2 separate regions of the Mus musculus genome follow, and region 2 is linked to region 1. A link is a contact called in public promoter capture Hi-C data. All regions are on one chromosome and are shown on one strand. Each heading gives the region's core, a stretch centred on a gene start, on an enhancer-like site or on the middle of the called end of the contact. The rest is flanking DNA. Distances are from core to core; before and after follow the strand shown. Region 1 holds the start of Rexo2 (RNA exonuclease 2). Region 2 holds the start of AY074887 (cDNA sequence AY074887).

The links. Promoter capture Hi-C pulls out the DNA fragments that hold promoters and counts their contacts.
Region 2: a contact with region 1 is called in a promoter capture Hi-C map of pre-B cells, with 4 times the contacts expected there. The contact joins the promoter of AY074887 here to the promoter of Rexo2 in region 1. A contact is called at or near these places in 2 of 39 promoter capture datasets (erythroid cells and pre-B cells).

Annotation. Positions count from the first base shown.
Region 1 is chr9:48,476,743-48,481,916 of GRCm38.p6, forward strand. Rexo2 (RNA exonuclease 2) reads right to left here and starts at 3,869. Exons shown (of 7, transcript NM_024233.4): 1 at 3,665-3,869; 2 at 2,568-2,651. The coding sequence starts at 3,811.
Region 2 is chr9:54,948,337-54,953,411 of GRCm38.p6, forward strand. AY074887 (cDNA sequence AY074887) reads right to left here and starts at 2,618. Exons shown (of 1, transcript NM_145229.2): 1 at 1,908-2,618. The coding sequence starts at 2,503. The coding sequence ends at 2,105. Hykk (hydroxylysine kinase 1) reads left to right here. Exons shown (of 5, transcript NM_177351.4): 5 at 1-1,588. It overlaps Psma4 (proteasome subunit alpha 4), which reads left to right and starts at 2,523. Exons shown (of 9, transcript NM_011966.3): 1 at 2,523-2,567; 2 at 3,746-3,772; 3 at 4,005-4,047; 4 at 4,343-4,505. The coding sequence starts at 3,770.

The sequences.
Region 1 (5,174 bases), core at 2,619-5,118:
CAGAAAACAACTTTTGAGAGCTGGTCCTCTCCTTCCACCACGTGGTTCCTAAGGATCAAATTCAAGTTGTCAGGCTTGGCAGCAAGAGCCTTTGCCTTTCCTGCTGAGCCACTATAGAGTAAACTCTACAGCTAGTCTAGAACTGTACTAAAATAGGCCACTTGTCTAAAACTGAATTGTAGCCAAATACAAAAACAGATGTCAACAATCTTGGTGGAGAAATAAAAGCTATGTCAAAAAAAAAAATTGAAGAACAGAAATCCATACTATAAATCACCTGACCTTTTCTAAACTGCCCTTTGGCAAACTAAGACTCCAAATGAAGTTTGCAAAACAGGATGCTTCTATCAGCAAACAACACTTTCCTCAGACTCTTCCATGAAAATAAAACATACTCCCCATGCAACTGACATCCCTTAAGTATTTTTCTTAATACCCTTATCCTCATCTGACTTAAGCCTTTGAACAAACACCCTATTCATGAGCAACTGTACGGACACACACCAAAGTTCCCCGAGTACATATCAACCAACTGATCCATTAGACCACATTTCAGGTCATCCACAGTCTAAAAGAAAAACACTTCTTTAGCCAAGAGTGAGCAGGGATGACAAAATAAAGACACTTGACCATTCATCACCAAAAATATCCCAAGTCAGAAAAACAAGTGTCCAAAGCGAAAGAAAGCTCGGGACTTGATTTATACAGGAAACTGTTGTAAGAAATATAATAGTCTCATGGTTCTCAACGAGATGATAAGCCTTGTTGCCACTACAAGACAGGAATTCACCTCTAAATGCTTGTTTGTTTTTTTGTTTAGGTTTTGCTGTTGTTGTTTTGAGACAGAGTCTCACTGTATAGCCCAAGATGACCTGGAACTTACTCTGTCAACCAGCCTAGACTCAAACTCACATTGACCACCCTGCTTCTGCCTTCTGAACTGCTGAGATGAAAAGTGTGTGACATCGTGCCCAGCTAAAAAATGCTTTCTCCAGGGAATGAAAAGTCCTTTTGCTTACCCAGGGAATAAAAAGACGTCCTAACTGTAAACGGGAAATGGCTGTGGCTCCAGTGTCCACTGAGCCTGCGCTCTGAAAACCTAATTTATTAACTAGACTCTTCTTTCCGCGGGCATACGTGCTCCATGTCTACAGGTTTTGTTGTTTCATTTGATTTCTATGCGTATGCATGTGTCTGGTCCGGTCAGGTCCTTTAGAGGTGGAGATTCAGGGGCTCGTGAGACCTGGGTATTAGGACACAGACTCTTGTCTTCATGAATGAGTAGTACATGCTTGAACTGCTGAGCCATCTCTCCACCCCCACTAGGTAGCCCTGAGTGCCCAGGAACTAGTCATATAGACCTCGCTGGTCTCAGACTCACAGAGATCCACCTGCCACTGCCTCCCAAGTGCTGGGATTAAAGACTCCTGCCACTAAGCCTGGCCTATTTTGTTCTTTAATGACTTCGAATATTGAGGATGGTATCAAGGTCAGGGATTTCATCTTTTAAAACGCTTCACGGGTGCTTAAACGCAAGTGCCAACAGGTCTATTCTATTTGTTCTGCTAAAGGTTTCAGTTAAAGGCAGCATTTAACAGAGTGATAAAAATCACCGTGAGCACACATTCTAAAAGTGTGTCTATAGATGTTCTAAAACCCTAACACAGAGGTGCAAGAACCACACAGTCTAGCTGAGAAGGCAACGGCCACCTGGGACAATGGGTGTCATCTGGGAGGAGTCACCCAGTTCAGACGGAAACGTCATTGGTCTGTAAGGAACGCATACGGATACTTTTTTTTTCCTTAACATTCCCTAACCAACATGGTGTAAACACTACTTTAAACACTACTTACACGCACCAACGTCGTATCAGGTATTCTATTGGGAGCACAAGAATGACACCAGGCAATCTAGAGGTGATTCAAAGTACATGAGAAATACTGCATCTCCTTCCAGGATACAGGGGAATGAGATTTAGGTATCTACAGAGGAATCCTGGAACCAACCCCTGATGGAGTGGTATAAGGGGGACTATATATGGAATTAAAGCCGAAGGTAGGACATAGAGATGGGAAACTCTGTCGGGGGACACCAAGCTTGATGAGGACCCAGCTGGCTGGATACTGGTGGGAACACTTGAGACTGCCTGTGTTTAGAGAGTAGTTTAACCAGCTTCCCCAATACCTAGCCAAATGCTCTTGAGCAAGTCCCCCAAATCTCTTGTAACCCAATATCTTCCGGTGGACAATGAACATCATTAACAGAGCCTATCTTATCATCATGAGGACTAAGAATACACGTGTAAACCCTGCAGAACTGTTGTAGCCTTGGGGGAGGGGGAGTTCTGTCAATTTCAACTGAAAACTTAATCCGGTTATGAAGTGGATTATGTTGGTTCCAATACCAACTCTAACATATTATATTACATTGTCCTAGTAATATAGCACTGGGCCTTAATCTACACAGACCTCAATCTGCTACGTTTTTCAGTGAGATCAGATGAAGGCACCTTTAGATCCCCAATGCCCTTTAAGTGGTATGAATGTATTTACACGGCATCACCTACTTCAGCCAAAATGTTAAGATCAGAGTCAGTTATCAGGCAGGCCATCTCAATAATCTGATCCTTCTCAATATCCAATCCTGTCATCTGTAAAACATAAATAAACAAGCATATAACAAACACATGAAACCACCTTTTGTTTTGTTTTGTTTTTGTTTTATTTTTTTGAGACAGGGTTTCTCTGTGTAGCCCTGGCTGTCCTGGAACTCACTCTGTAGACCAGGCTGGCCTCGAACTCAGAAATCCACCTGCCTCTGCCTCCCAAGTGCTAGGATTAAAGGCGTGCTGCCCAAGTTTACTTGACAGAGATTCCTTTGTGTGGACCCAGCTCACATTCTATGACCAGTAATGGTCTGGGCAGTACTCAGGGTATTAAGTTCTGAGTGCTCAGAGACTGCTAAAGGCACTTCCTGCGGGCGGGCCAGCTACTGTCAAACACATTTGTCCTGGGAACAGACTCAAAATAAGCAGGATGAAAACTTGACTACAGAAAAGTGAGCTCACGAACGTTACCTCTCGGAGGTTTACAATGGTTTCCGAAGTTTTCCCAACAACAACAACAACAAAAAAAGTTAACAAATGAACTCAGTTCGTAAGCAGAAAACTGGAGTTCAAGAGAGGCCTAGGTATGAATGCGTTAAAACTAAAATGGGTAACCTGAATCTTCCAATGGGGCCTCAATTTTCTCTTTTATGGAATGAGGGGTAAGGCTGAGTCATCTCCTGAGTCCTAGCTTAAGCAACCTAGTCTTTTAAGGCTAGGAGGTGGGGACGGAGCAGGGCTCAGAGTCGCTGCCCCAACTCTCACCCACGATCCTCAGAGTCACTAACGCGTAACACAAATTCACTTCTGGGTGGAGGTCGAGGCTAGGGAGAGGGGAGACACATGGACGGCTCCACCCAGATGGAAAGAAACCCCACAGTCCAGGGACAGTCCCAGACCCCGCAAAAACTCTTGACTCGGGGCTCCTGGGGCCGTGCTCACCTGTCGCACCTGACACCCAGATCCCTGCTGCTTCCCGGGACAGGGGAGTCCCTCGGTCCCACGCGCGAATCTGCGCTCGCCTCCCCGCACCCTCCTCGCCCCGGCCGCACTCTCACCTCCAGGTCCACCCAGACCATTCGCTGAGCCATGCTCTCCCCTGCCGCCATGGCTGCGCTACCTTCGCTGACACCTCGCGCCCCGAACTGCCCGCGCCTGCCACCCACGCCCCGCAACAGCCTGGCGCCCAGGGATACGCCTAGCATCACCCGGCACGAGCCGCCACGGCCCCAGCCCCGCCGGCCCAGCGCGCGCAGGCGCCACAGTCGCTAAACGTCGCAAACCCACGGGGAGGTGCCGGGAGAAGACTACAAGCCCCGGCATGCGAGGCGTCGGCTCGCCCTCCACAGCTACTCTCGGCTGCCGAAAGGGCTGATGGGAGTAGGAGTCCTTGGTCCAGCCTCCTGCTCCCCTCCCCCGCCACGTGTTTTCGGATGTTAAGGGACTTGCTAGTATTTCACCGCTAAAGTTTGTCTGTTTCCAGGAGATATCATTCCTGAGTTTTTATTAGTTCTAAGCTGCGAAGTTGAAGAGGCTTTACTTTGAAAAATATGGTTATATGTTTAAGAATTGTTTTAAATCTACCTTTTCCTTACTGCTACCTCCCTCAGTTTTTCTTTTTTTTTTTTTTTTTACCTGCCCCTCCCTTCCGCGTATTGAGTATATTTCTTATTTACTTGGAATCCGAGTGACGTGCTCTTTTGAGCTACAAGGCCAATTCCGCCATCACCGTTTAGGAGTCCTTAAATGGTCTCTTTTCTGAAAGATGACTTCGCACATATCAGGTGTTCCATAAATGTTCCTTTCCCATTATTGGCAGAAGCCTTGTCTCGTTTTCTAGGATGCCAGGACGTGTAGGCTGTGTTTCGGTTGTTAGATCGTATACTATTCTACCTTTTGCAGCCCACTAAAGAGAGTTGGAATAGCTCTGCCTGCTCTGTCCTGCGCTCTGCCTTTGCCGATCGCTCTGGTTTTAATAGACGGGTCCTTAATCTCCCACAATAGATACGGTTTTCATCACCTACGCTCGAAGGGGCCTCTGCGGAGATCTTATATTTTAGCTCAGTAGCAAACGCCTCTGCAAAGGGCAATTTTGTCACAAACGTGCTCAGTCTTGAATCACATACTCTGTGTCTTTTTCTGAAAGCTGTGTTGCCAGTAATTACAGAGCTTGTGGTTGGTGGCATAGTTATTCCTACCCGGTGAGCTGGTTTTGTGAGACAAACATTGTTGCCTAATCAAAGCTTTAAGGATGCTGCAACCTACAAGTGGATTTCAGCTACTCCACCGGTGACCTGCCAAGCTTGGCCAGAGAAACGGAAAAAATCATGGAAACGGGTGTCAAATTACATGTTCAATTTTACTGCAGAATGGGTATGTATATTATAACGGCATTACCTAGTAGAACATACTGTTAAGTTTGTAATCATTTGTGGCCCTACTCATAGGAAGGAGAACTCTATTGTAGCATTGAAACTTTTTTTTTAAGACAAAGAGACACACTACAGAACCCAAGCTGGCCTGGAATTCTGCCTCCCAAGTACTAGGATTAAAAGTGTGCAACACCAC
Region 2 (5,075 bases), core at 1,368-3,867, 6.5 Mb after region 1:
CACAAGTGCATTGAAGCACATGTAGGCATCCAGGCAAGGCCATTATCCAGGACACCAGCAAGGCGCCTCAGCAGTTAGGGCTTACTATGCTCTTCAGGCTGGTCTTAAACATCGTGGCTCCCAAGATCCTCCTGTTCAGCCTCCCAATGCAGAGACTATAGTGATACACCATTCTGTTTGGCCCCACATGTTCTTTGTTCTCTATAACTAATGATTGCCTTTTTATAAGATTCTGTAAAAATGCAGATCATTGCATTGCATACTTGGCTTAAGTTTTATCTCAGTATTTCCTTTACTGGCTCCTTTTCATGTCTCTCTAGTCTAAGTGGCTATTTACTTATTCTTGTAGGGTGGGATTTTTTTTTTTTTCTTTTCTGTTTTGAGACTGGATTCCACTGTGTTGTCCATACTGGAATCAAGCTGTCGCATGGTTATCCTGGACTCACATGATAATCCTGCCCATGCAACCCAGTAGCTGGGACTGTAGGCATGCATAGACCACTCACTGCATTCTTTTGTTTAACCACATGCTTTCTAAAGATGACTCAGGTCTAGACCCCTAGTCATTTATTTAAACATCTTGTTAGTAGTTATCCGTCTATGTGAGTAGGCTTTGATACTATAACTCTTGTCTGATGTTTGCCTGCCTATCTACCTGTCTAAACTTCCCAAACTAGGTATTTCTCTGAATTTACTTATACAATTTATTTTTAACTTCTCCATGTCTCCCTTTTCTTTTCCTTTCTCGTTTCTTTTCTTTTCTTTTTTTAGAGCAAGATAATGTTTGTACTTAGAGAGTCAATTGTGAGGGTTTTTTAAGAGGCTATGGCAGCCTCTTAGCATAGACTCTGGCACATAGTAGAGGCATAATAAATAGTTACTAAATAATGGATCATATTTCAGGTTACGCACACTCAAAATATTGGTGTGGCACGCTGCTTGCCCTTCTCACAGTCAGCCATCGAGCCCTGCTGCTTTCACAAATCAGGATTTTAGGTTAACAAATCTGGAGCGGTTTTGTCTTTCCTGCTTCATTAGTTTTTCAGTAGAATATACTATACTACAATGATTATTGAATGTTATTTTACATGCACTACCTCATTTAATCCAGAACAGAATCACAAAGATATTCTGATGATTAATCTCCATTTTTAAATAAAGAAATAGAGCCTTGAAAAGCTGATTTATTGCTTTAGAAGGGAGCTCAGGCTTAGATCTTGAATTAGGTCTTTGGGCTGTTACCCCTGTTCCTAATCACTACAAAATCCCATCCTGCTGCCTTTCCTTCCTTGTTTTTACACACCCACACCCACACCCACACACATGGGGGCAGTACATGAGATCATTCACATGTGAAACACTTAGGATACTCATATTTGAGGTTTTTATTTAACTTGGCCAATCAGGACCAGAAAAATGGGCTGGAACTTGGGTCTCATTCCAAATCAGTGTTTATCCTGTTATACAATGGAACTCTGCAAGTTTCTCTTGATTGTTCTTGCTAAGAGAGATTCTCCACTAAATTCCTATTGCAAATATTGCTAATTTCTGTTTGAAATTAAATATATGCTGCATTGTATGGATATTTTACCTTTTGGTCTTTTTTTCTCTCTCTCTCTCATTTTTAAAACAGTCTCACTATATATCCCTGGCTGGCTTGGAATTTACAGGGCAAACCAGGTCCTGAGTACAGGCCAGGTCCCGTCTACATGCAACTAAATTTCTAAGCTTCCCCCTTTAAGAAACCCAGATCCAACCGTTTTGCCTACACAGAAGACAAAGGCCCTGTACATAGTCAACCCACTAGCTCTTCAACCCCCAACATAGGCACAAAAACTAGGTAAGATTGGAAAGGAGAAATGGATGAAGAGAAGTCTTTTTTTCGTTTTTTTTTTTTTTTTTTTTTTTTTTTTTTTTTTTTTCTTTTGTCCGAGACAGGGTTTCTCTGTGTACCCCTGGCTGTCCTGGAACTCACTCTGTAGACCATGCTGGCCTCGAACTCAGAAATCCGCCTGCCTCAGCCTCCCAAGTGCAGGGATTAAAGGCGTGCACCACCACTGCCCGGCGAAGAGAAGTCTTAAACTTAGAACAAAAGTTATCCCAATTAAAGAGTTGGATCTGAGAAAGGAGAAAATGAGGCTAAGAGGAAGAACAAAGGAAAAACTGTTAAGGGGCAAGACTGGAAGAGTAAACGATTTGATTTGTCTATACAGTTGCTACTCTGGCCTCCATTAGAATGGTACAGAAGAGAAAACGAAAGTGGAGTGCAAAGCGTAGGAGGAATCTGGTTCCACTCTCCACGGTATAGACGCTTCCCTCCTCCCTCCAGTCCTCCTCTAATACAGACCGCAGCCAAAGCCGAGGTTGTGCTTCTGCACAGTCCACGTGGGCAGACTGAGCCCGCCCCAGCACTGGGAGAACTTCCGCGTCCTCCCGCCCCGCCCCGCCCCCTCGCAGTCCTGCGCACGCGCGGGAGCCATATTCGCCGCGGATGCTTGGCCATCCGGGTTGGTTCTTCTCCAGCTGAGTAAAGAGGCGCTGATCTGCACCCTCACCGTCTTCCTCTGGTGAGGCTCAGTCCTTTAGGGGCCGCGGAGTCGAGGTGTCTGTCTCCCGGGCGGGGGCCATCTGCGTGGAGACCACGGCCCAGGCCCGCGGCCGCCACCGAGGAGCCGTGGGCACGATGACTTTGCACCCGCCTCCTCGGTGACCGGCCTGCCAGGGACTGGTCCCCGCCGGCCGCCGTCGGGTATCCCCGCGGGGCCTTGACGGCTCGCCTGGGCTCTGAGACCCTCCGGGCCGGTGCGAGGGGTGGGGGCGGCTGCGGCCCAGAGAGTCAATTCGGGAAAGTGGCGCTGCGGGGGAAAGTCCAAGTCTTGTAGCGCCGGCGCCAGGCGTGGAGGTAGCTGTGTTCACAGTCGAATCCGAAACCCGCCGTGGCCTCCTGGCTGCTGTGCTCAGGGCCACCTTTCTGTTTCTCCTACATGTTGGAACCGACTCCTGGCAGGTTAACTCTCCTTAGGCCTGACGACTCTTCTAAAATGTCACTTCCCGTGGTCCTTGAATCCAGCCCGTCGGTGAAGCGGTCTTAAGTAAGATAAAGGTGTTTTCTAACATCTGGGCGCGCAGACCCTTCAAATGTCTGCTTAGCTTTCCAGCCACGATGCCTTCCTTATATCCCATTTGGCAACATAGGAATTGAACTGCCATTTTTCTACTAAGGCAGAGTTTCCATTGCTGTCTTTCGAAGAAACGGAAATAAGGACCAGGTTTACCACCTAACCCCTACACCCCCAAATTTAGGACCATGTGAATTATCCACTTTGTTAACCTTTCTCAGCCTGCTCTACTTGGAATGCCCTTCCTTCACCCCTTCACAATTCTTTTTCTTTGACTTGAGGCTTTTCAACTTACCTTTGCCTCTCCCACCTCTAATTTACTCTCATTATCTGTATTGGTTTCCTAAAATCTTACTTGCTGTCGATTCTGCTTTCCCTCCCCACCCTGAATGTCTCTTCCATGTTGCTTTATAATCTTTGTCTGTCATACCTGGCTGCTAGATTCTGAGCTTTTCAGGACACCATGGTTTACCTTTATTGTGGTGGCCCAGCATCTGTATAGGTCCCAGTGGTGGTGCAGTTCATGTTAGCTGAGTGATGGTGTGGATCAAGTGGTATTAACAGTGGAAGACACTTCTTAAAATTGTGGGGGTTTTGTTATTAATGATCCTGTTTTCTTTTCACAGGAATCAACATAAAGTTCAGAAACCATGGTGAGTTCATGACACGTTTCCTTTAACTTTTGCCTGGGAACATTATGGCTTGTTTGAAGCTCACAGCCTGACATGGAAGAAAATGAAACCAAAGGGGTAGAGGGAGTTGAATGGGGTCTTCCGTCTTCTTTCCACTGAACTCAGCACCAGGGTGTCATTGTATCCAATGCATGGACATCCGGAAGTTGGCGTATGTCAGTGAACAGGCATCATCTCTGTTTTTCCTTTGCAGTCTCGAAGATATGACTCCAGGACCACAATATTTTCTCCAGAAGGTAAATTAGAAGATTTAACCTGCTCCAAAGAAGGTTGGGGCATTTTGTTGTGGTTGTTGCTTTAAGTAGTATATTTTTAGTGTTGGGGTCTAGTGTGACGTTTAGCTACACACATTTTGGAGTTGACTTCATTCCTTTGGTTCTTGGAGATAACTTGTCACCAGGTTCATTACGCCATGCATTGTGGGCGAGTAAATGCAGGGCTGTTGATGCCAGCCTACCTGTGTCATTGCTGATTTCTCTCAGATGAGTGGTGCAAGAGCGAGAGGAACCGTGGTGTCTCACTGTTTTGTAGGTCGCTTATACCAAGTGGAGTATGCCATGGAAGCCATTGGACATGCAGGCACCTGTTTGGGGATTTTAGCCAATGATGGAGTTTTGCTTGCAGCGGAGAGGCGCAACATCCACAAGCTTCTTGATGAAGTCTTCTTTTCTGAGAAAATTTATAAACTTAATGAGTAAGTGCGATCATGGGGAAGAGCTTGAACTATTGCACTTGACAGCGTACTCAGGATTTGCATATTTAAGGAGGGATCTTCTATGTGAAGTGATAGAACTGAAATGAGCAGTTTTATTATTTTTCTTGTAAAAATCTGTGTATTTGCTTTATTTTGCTTGACATCTCCTTGCAGCCCATTATATCTCAGTTCATTATGTGTATAATTCACTTGAAATGCAAAGATAAACACTTGGTGCAAAATAGCACTGTGCAGTGATAAAAGTATGTATGTATTTTCTGGCCACACAGGTTTGGTTTAAAATCTAAAGTCCATGGATACAAGGTGCTACACCTATTATCTAACTTCTTGAGGATCAGAGTGGTTATGGGAATCAAATGAAACAAAATAGTGAAATAAACTAACACAGTGCCACCGTGTAAAGCAGGGCCTCAGGATGCCCTTCAGAATGGCACGCAGGAATTCTGTACAGTTATCCTGACTCTTTACCAAAGAACAAGGCTCGTGGAGGTCTGACACAGTTCAGCCACAGGGTGCAGTCTGATTCTGTCCAGTTTGAGTACTTGGAGC